Linked DNA regions of Ovis aries: region 1 is linked to region 2. The links are chromatin contacts, called in public Hi-C maps. All regions are on one chromosome and are shown on one strand. Each heading gives the region's core, a stretch centred on a gene start, on an enhancer-like site or on the middle of the called end of the contact. The rest is flanking DNA. Distances are from core to core; before and after follow the strand shown.

What was found. A called contact is a pair of places that touch in the nucleus more often than the background predicts.
Region 1: a contact with region 2 is called in a Hi-C map of hypothalamus, with 10 times the contacts expected there. The contact joins the enhancer-like site here to the promoter of ABCC5 in region 2. A contact is called at or near these places in 12 of 16 Hi-C or Micro-C datasets (blood, hypothalamus, liver and 6 more).

What each region holds. Positions count from the first base shown.
Region 1 is chr1:204,019,629-204,023,893 of ARS-UI_Ramb_v3.0, reverse strand. It overlaps the pseudogene LOC114111554. Among named protein-coding and RNA genes, the nearest start is that of PARL, 12 kb to the left of the region's middle. Within about 2 kb of position 1,758, at least 7 of the 54 cell types and tissues checked have an H3K27ac peak or open chromatin away from gene starts, as enhancers often do.
Region 2 is chr1:203,912,195-203,916,619 of ARS-UI_Ramb_v3.0, reverse strand. ABCC5 (ATP binding cassette subfamily C member 5) reads right to left here and starts at 2,756. Exons shown (of 28, transcript XM_060419861.1): 1 at 2,701-2,756.

The DNA.
Region 1 (4,265 bases), core at 509-3,008, 110 kb before region 2:
ATATATATTTTCATTTCTTTTGGTTAAATACTTAGGAGTGAAACAGCTGGATTGTATGGTATAATGTTTAATTGTACCAGGAATCACCCACGTGATTGAACCATTTTACATTCCCATCATCAGTGTGTGAGAATTCCAGTACTTAGGTTCAAGACTTTGTTTTTAGCAATACTAATTCTCCAAGCCAGGCTTCAACAATATGTGAACCATGAACTTCCTGATGTTCAAACTGGTTTTAGAAAAGGCAGAGGAACCAGAGATCAAATTGCCAACATCCGCTGGATCATGGAAAAAGCAAGAGAGTTCCAGAAAACATCTATTTCTGCTTTATTGACTATGCCAAAGCCTTTGACTGTGTGGATCACAATAAACTGGAAAATTCTGAACGAGATGGGAATACCAGACCACCTGACCTGCCTCTTGAGAAATCTGTATGCAGGTCAGGAAGCAACAATTAGAACTGGACATGGAAAAACAGACTGGTTCCAAATAGAAAAAGGAGTATGTCAAGGCTGTATATTGTCACCCTGCTTATTTAACTTATATGCAGAGTACATGATGAGAAACACTGGACTGGAAGAAGCACAAGCTGGAATCAAGATTGCCAGGAGAAATATCAATAACCTCTGATATGCAGATGACACCACCCTTATGGCAGAAAGTGAAGAGGAACTAAAAAGCCTCTTGATGAATGTGAAAGAGGAGAGTGAAAAAGTTGGCTTAAAGCTCAACATTTCAGAAAACGAAGATCATGGCATCTGGTCCCATCACTTCATGGGAAATAGATGAGGAAACAGTGGAAACAGTGGTTAAACAGTGGTTAAACAGTAAACAGTGGTTTACTTTTTTGGGCTCCAAAATCACTGCAGATGGTGACTGCAGCCGTGAAATTAAAAGACGCTTACTCCTTGGAAGAAAAGTTATGACCAACCTAGATAGGATATTCAAAAGCAGAGACATTACTTTGCTGACTAAGGTCCATCTAGTCAAGGTTATGGTTTTTCCAGTGGTCATGTATGGATGTGAGAGTTGGACTGTGAAGAAGGCTGAGCGCTGAAAAATTGATGCTTTTGAACTATGGTGTTGGAGAAGACTCTTGAGAGTCCCTTGGACTGCAAGGAGATCCAACCAATCCATTCTGAAGGAAATCGACCCTGGGATTTCTTTGGAAGGAATGATGCTAAAGCTGAAACTCCAGTACTTTGGCCACCTCATGCGAAGAGTTGACTCATTGGAAAAGACTCTGATGCTGGGAGGGATTGGGGGCAGGAGGAGAAGGGGACAACAGAGGATGAGATGGCTGGATGGCATCACTGACTTGATGGATGTGAGTCTGAGTGAACTCCGGGAGATGGTGATGGACAGGGAGGCCTGGCGTGCTGCAATTCATGGGGTCGCAAAGAGTCGGACACGACTGAGCGACTGAACTGAACTGAACTGAATAGGTGTGTAGTGGTATCTCATTTTGACTTTAATTTGAATTTCCTAACCAAATTATTCTTTTTTAATAAGCAATATTTGTCTAGAGACACAGTGGGGTGTTCTGTTTTGTTTTTAGGCCGTGCCATGAGGCATGCAGAATCTTGGTTACCCAATCAGGGATTGAACAGATGCCCCCTGCAGTGGAAACGTGGAATCCTAACCACTGGCCAATCAGGGAAGTCCCTGGAAACACAATGTTTTAAAGCTTGAGGCATCCTAAGTTGCTGGGGAGATCTTTCCCGGTCTTGTGGCTGCAGGGGCATGCACTTCTTACCTCTGGTCAGGAGAGGGCAGGAGAGGACAGAAAATGAGCTTCCCAGGTTTTAGACTGTCAGGGGCTGCATCAATAGTATTGAGATACATTACTGCGTTTATGGTTTTTCTCTCTGAACTCCTGGGCCGCTACCTCGTGAGACTTGACTCCCCAGATTAATCTTGTGATGTGATTCAAGGCCAAACGTCTTAACCAACCTTATAAAATCCTAGGGACTGAGCTACCAAAACTGAACCACATTGGTAGAATCCTTAATAAGTATACCCTCCAATGTCACGCATCAGAGCTTGTGTTAGGGAGAATCACAAGCGACTAAGCTGGTAAACTCTGTTCTTCTCCAACTTTTCAGGAGCTGAGAGACTGAGGCAGGTCTTTGTGGGGGACATGCGTGGGACAAGTCTCCAGACTCCGGTCAGCTACAGGACCTCCTCTCTAGGACCTGGATGGGGGCAGTTCAGACGGGGTATGGCACAGATCTTCTGGGGTTGGGGCTGCCGGGTGCCCCCAAAGTTGTATTCCAGCCTGAGCCCTGGGCTCCGCCCTGGCAGCTAGAACGAAAAGGTCCCGAGGAGGGTGGCAAACATCAGCAAGAGCTTCATCTGAGCCAGCTGGTCCCCTAGGCACACCTGATGTCCTGGAAGCAGAAGGAAAGGTCATGAGGTAGCAGGTGGTCCTGCAGGGGTCCCATCACACCCACCACCCACAACCAGTGCTGCACCCCATACCTGCGGAGAATGGCAGGAAGACTTTCCTTACCACAAAATTTCCTTCCTTGTTCAGGAAGTGGCCAGGGTTCAACTGTCGGGGGGGGTCCCCCAACACTCAGGGTCACAGAGCAGAGGCCAGGTTGGGCAAGATGATGGTACCCAGCAGAGATGAGCTGGTGTAGCTCAAGGAGCTCAGTTGACACAGCACCCAACCCTGACGCTGGGCTGACATGAGCTCAGAGAACACTAGGTGTGCAGGCGAGAGTCGCCTGGGGCCAGGGAGCCCAAAGATTCAGGAGAGAGGCCCTCACAGCAGTGAAGTTGCTGGGCATTACTCTCCTGGCTAAGGGGCACCCACCTCCATCCTAAGACTCCCAGCCTGGGCTAGAGACACAGCCCCTGTCTCTGAGGAAGAGGGCCAGTGGCTGGTGGGGACCAGAGGGGACCATGTCCTGCACAGGGCAACAAACAGTGGTGGTGTGTGTGTATGAGAGTGAGAAGAGGAATGGAATAGCAGACAGACAAAGGGTAAGGAAGACTTAGTAATGAGGCAGAGAGAGAAGAGACAGAAAGCTTCTCTCCTTAGAATTAGGGAGAAGAGAGGGTGACCTCTAACCCTAACCCGAGCCCTCACTCTACCTCAAAGAAGTGAGTGACTGGAAAGAGAATCAGACTGATCAGATGGGAGCAGAAAGGAGCCAACGCTTCCTGTTGGTGACTTCTGCTCTGTGCCTCGCAGGCCCTGGCCTGAGCAAGAGGCCCAAGGGGAGCCAGGAAGGGGTTTGCTGTGGCCCCTGGGACCTGGGACACCCAGCCCCAGGGCTCTGAAGCGGGCCTCTTATTCTGCAGCTCCTTAACCAACACCAGAGAATCAAACTGGTCATCCCTGGGGGACTAGAGAACTGTCCACGTGATTCTTGGTTTTGACAAAGACATCTTGAAATTAAAGACAAAAACTCAGTGGTTTTAAGCCTGCACACCAAAGAGAAGCCAATGAGGAATGCACAAAACAGAGAATGTGTATACTTTCAGAAGCCCTCTCCCCTCTTTCTTCAGTTGATCTACTGAAGCCTGAAGGGAGAGGCCTGACCCTAGCCATCCAGACGGGCGCCCAGGCCTCGCGACTCATGGCTTCAGGCAGAGGCTTTTGCAGGGGAGGCACTTGCTCCTGCTGCTGCCTAAGCAAGCTGTTTCCTAGCTATAGTTTTGGGACTTCCACCCCACTCTTGTTTTCCCTCCCTGGGATGAAGAAACCTCTGCCTTACGGCAGTTCTTAACAATCTCCTTTGGATGCAAAGGCTCCGGGCAAGATGCTCTTTTCCCTTCAGAGTTATTTATTTCCTATTCTGGGTGATGTTCTGGACTTCTTGCAAAGTGACTGAGCGACCTCAACTCGTGGGACTGGCTCAGACATAGCCAGTACTCAACAAGGGCAACCCTCCTTCTCCTCCAAATTATAGAGCCATCTGCCTGCTGGGTGCCTCCTGGAGACTCTAGCCCAACTTCTTCCCTGTAAATGGCAGCTTGGAGCCTATAATCAAATAAAACGTCTGAGGAGACGGGCTTGATTAGGGGCCGTTGCTGTTGTCACTGTCACTCGACTGTCGGAATGGTTAAGAACAGTTTAGGAATATCTGTAACATTTAATGATCTACTGTCAAGCTTTGATTCTACTTTCAGGAGACATCTCTTGCCCGAGCTGGGAAAGCTGGATATTGATTCCAGGCTGTTAATGGTTCCCTGGAGCTCTTATCACAGAACAAACTCCTAGAATCAATTGGCAAGAATGTGCTATTAATAAG
Region 2 (4,425 bases), core at 1,507-4,006:
AGCAAAAACCCTGTTCTGAACCCTGTTCCCCACCCTGTTCTATGATGTCTTATCTAGTACCTACCTGAAACACTGTTCTAAACCCCAGTTAGCCTGATTAATCAATACCCGGTATCAATTCTGGTTACTTTAGAAAAAGTGAAACACATACATACCCTCTCTAAAACATTTCCTCCACCCTAAGATGGTCAAAGCTTCCCAGATACAAGCTGGGAAAACACTTTTTATAACAGCCTCACTAGAAACTAAAGAATTGTAGCTGTGTTGCCTTTTGAATTCCATAAATTCCTATCAATCACTGAGAATGAAAAGTACAACATTGCGGACATAATTCTGACAGCTACAATTCATTTTTTAAGGTATCAGAAAACAAGAACACTTACGAATCCTCTAAATAAAAAGGACTAAATCTCCACCATAGAGACTTGTTTCCAGCGCAAAAGAAAGCTTGACTTCTTACTTTTCAGAGGTCTGGCTCCAGTACCCTGAGTTGATATTGCTCAACTACTTATCTTTCAAAGAAAAAAGTCACCTTGTCCAATGACAAACTGCACCATAAAGAACACCGGCTTACAACCAAGAGCGCAGCAATCACGTCACTGAGACCTCATTAAGCCTAAACTATAAACAGACCTGGCATCTGCCAGTGTCCCCAGTGTCAGGATACAGCTGCAGATCAGAATAATCCTGCTTGTTACAGGGATCACTAAAGTCCAACCTTCCCCGCCAAAGGTTCCTCAACCTCGCCAACTATCTGGAAAGCAGAAAAAAAATCAGTCCTGCTTTGAAAAAAGGCAAGAGGGGGGGAGCAAGTTTGAAAGGAAGGAGGCCATAGAAACTCACTCAGAATGCCAAATGCCAAGTCAGAAAGACCACAGGGATCACCTTAATTGCCTAAGAATTCATGTAACCTCAGCTTCTTTTGGTCACTTTGTTCCAGGTTATTCTAAGTTGGAAGAGCGTGGGGAGTAATTTTCCATTCCCTCTAACACTGCTGCTTCTTTAATTTCCTGGGCCAAGAGGTAGAGCAATGAAAGTAGGCAGGTCTTGTCCAGGGACAAAGCTACTATCTCCTGGCCTTGAACATAAGGCCATCTTCCATCTTCTGTGTATCAGGAAGGCCAGCCAAGAGCTAGAAAGTCCAATAGATCTGGGAAACAAACAAGGCCCAAATCTGAAGAAAACAATTAAGGAAAGATCACTAGGCCAGAGTTTGGGGATGGAGGGGAGGGTGAATGTGAAGGTGAAGTCGCTCAGTCGTGTCGGACTCTTTGCGACCCCATGGACTGTAACCAACTAGGCTTCTCCATCCATGGGATTCTCCAGGCAAGAATACTAGAGTGGATTGCCATTTCCTTCTCCAGGGGATCTTCCCGACCCAGGGATCGAATCCGGGTCTCTTGCATTGGAGGCAGACGCTTTAACCTCTGAGCCACCAGGAGGGGAGGGTACTATTTGTATTTCCCTCTTTTCTTCTTTCTGTTCTCCCTTAAAGGTGTTTAAAAGTCTTTTTTAAGAGAGAAGAAAGGGAAAGGATTTTCATTTACTTCTGAATCAGAGCTGTACAATGACACTTAACAGAATAATCAAAGAGAGAACCCATAGAGTTGCTCGGCACAGAGGTCTCTTGGTCAGCAACTTTTTTTTAACCAAGACTCCTTCAGTGCTAAGTGTAGACCTTCTCCCGCACAATGATGCAGTCAAAACTGCCTGGGGGGAGGAGTTCGCACAGGATTGCAAGGACTGGAAGTAGCCAGACTGGTGTTCCCAAATTGCCTTCATTGCAATATTCCTTAGGTTTCCAACACCTCAGGAATGTGGTTCCAGGCCCTGCAGCCACACAAAAAGACCTGAAGCTACAAGGGTATGTACTTACCACCTCCCTGAAATCTACTTGTCTCCAGCCTACCGCACCTTTCACTGACTCACCCTGGAGACCGCAGAATGGCCTATCCCATCTTCTCCTTCAAAACCTTCTGAAACTTGGCCAGTCTTTTCTGTGTCCATCTGCCTCCTGCCTCCCCCATGTCTGTGCAGAAACCGAATGACCCCTATGTGATAAATACAAAGCCCCACGCAGCTCTGTGCGGTGGAAAGGGAAAGGGCACTAATGACTGTCAAGAGATCTGGATTCCATTCCGGACTCTGCCAAGGGTTTCCTGTGCGTGCTTCTGTCACGAACCTCCATCTACCCCGTAGCCAAAACGAGACGATGAATTCTGAGGTCGCTGGCTGCTCAATCCCCTCTGTGCGGCTTATGCCGGAGTGCCCCAAACCGCCTCTCTACACCCTTGAAGAGGGGGGCTTCTCTCAGGCCAGCATCCCCTAGGATGCCCTGGCCTTAGGGCGTTCCCACGGCCAATTCTGGCCTGGAAAGGCGATAGCGACCCACACACACGGGCCGCGTGCGTAGCACCACCTGGTGGCGTTAGCCGGGAATGTAGCCGGCACCCCGATCACTCATCCCACCCTACCTGCCTTCCGAGGACCTAACCTCCAACCCTCCCGGTCGCGTCCCGAAAATGAGGCGGCGGGAGACTAGAGAAAGGCCAGGCCGCTTTTCTCAGTTCTCCGACTTCCCGCGGACTGCTCGCATCCTCGATCGCAGTCCCCTACCCTGGGCCGAAACACACTGGGTGGGGATGGTCCCCGCGACAATCCGAGGGAGAAAGAAGGAGTGCGGCAGTCACCGACACCTACCTGTGCCCCAGCTCCAGGACGGCCGCGCCGGCCACTCGACCACGCTCCGGAGCATTAGCCCCCGGAGCAAAACAAGCCTTTATAGCGGCATTGGCCGCCAGACTGCGCAGGCGTGCTGCACAAAGAATTTCCAAGACTGAAGGGAATTGTAGTCCCGCTTCCTGGAGCCCCAGGCTCCTTTCACGGCTAAGAACTATATTTCCCAGAAGCACTGTAGAAGCCCTGGAGGAGGTGCAGGCCGCTCCTCCCTTCCATTGCGCTCCAGGCTCTGGCACCGTCCTCCCCAGAGTTTCTGCGATCCTGTCTGGAATCTTCTCCAAGGCTCTGTGTTCTAGTTGAGTGGTCGGGAGGGTTGACAGTAGCCTTCTGTGGGCTGGCTGCCCAGTGTTTGTAGGCAGGACGGTCACGGCGATGCTTGGCCGTTTATGCACCAGAAAACACTGTGAAGGTCATCGTAGCCTATAGGAGACCAGCCGGCCCCTAATCTTATCTGTATGGCCCTTAACGTTTTACCACTGCGTGCTCACGACTCTGCGTTGTCACCTTTCTCACTTTAATCCCACTGTCCATCACATGTTGTTGTGCTGCCCACGTTCTAGAAAATAAACGCCAGGATGAGTTTTTAGAGTGGCAAGAGCCTTAGAAAGGACATGCCAATCCATCCCTTTCTTTTTATAAATGAAACTGAGGTTTCCAAATAGACTGATCACTTCATTTCTCTTTGTGTTTCATTTGTACCTTCAAGATGCTGCTGCTGCTGCTGCTACTGCTAAGTCGCTTCAGTCGTGTCCGACTCTGTGCGACCCCATAGACGGCAGCCCCCGTCCCTGGGATTCTCCAGGCAAGAACACTGGAGTGGGTTGCCATTTCCTTCTCCAATGAATGAAAGTGAAAAGTGAAAGGGAAGTCACTCAGTCGTGTCCGATTCTTAGCGACCCCACAGACTGCAGCCCACCAGGCTCCTCCGTCCACGGGATTTTCCAGGCAAGAGTACTGGAGTGGGATGCCATTGCCTTCCCATCATAACATAAATAACTACTGTGTTTAGTGCCTACCTAGTCTGTATCTTGTGCTTTACATACTTGTTTTTTAAATCTCCATGTCAACCCAGTGTATAGGTATTATGATTATCCATTTCAAAGATTTTTTTTTAATGGAAGGTAAAATGACTCCTCTACCTTTATACCTTTAGCTAGTATGAAACACCAATGTAGGAAATTCCCCAGCTGTCCAGCTGTTAGGATGCGCCACTTTCATTGACAAGGTCACATGCAGCTTCAATCCCTGGTGGGGGAACTAAGAACTGAGATCCCAAGTGACTTGAACCACAGCAAAATACAAACAAACAAAATGCACACCAATGTACAATAAAGCTGAAGTAATTAATACAGTGTTTTGCCCAAGAATGTGGAGAAGGCAATGGCACCCCACTCCAGTACTCTTGCCTGGAAAATCCCATGGATGGAGGAGCCTGGTAGGCTGCAGTGCATGGGGTCGCTAAGAGTCGGACATGACTGAGCGATTCACTTTCACTTTTCACTTTCATTCACTGGAGAAGGAAATGGCAACCCACTCCAGTGTTCTTGCCTGGAAAATCCCAGGGATGGAGGAGCCTTGTGGGCTGCCGTTCATAGGGTCGCACAGAGTCGGACACGACTGAAGCAACTTTGCAGCAGCAGCAGCAGCCCAAGAATGGATTAATAAATCAATGCAATAAAGAGCCTA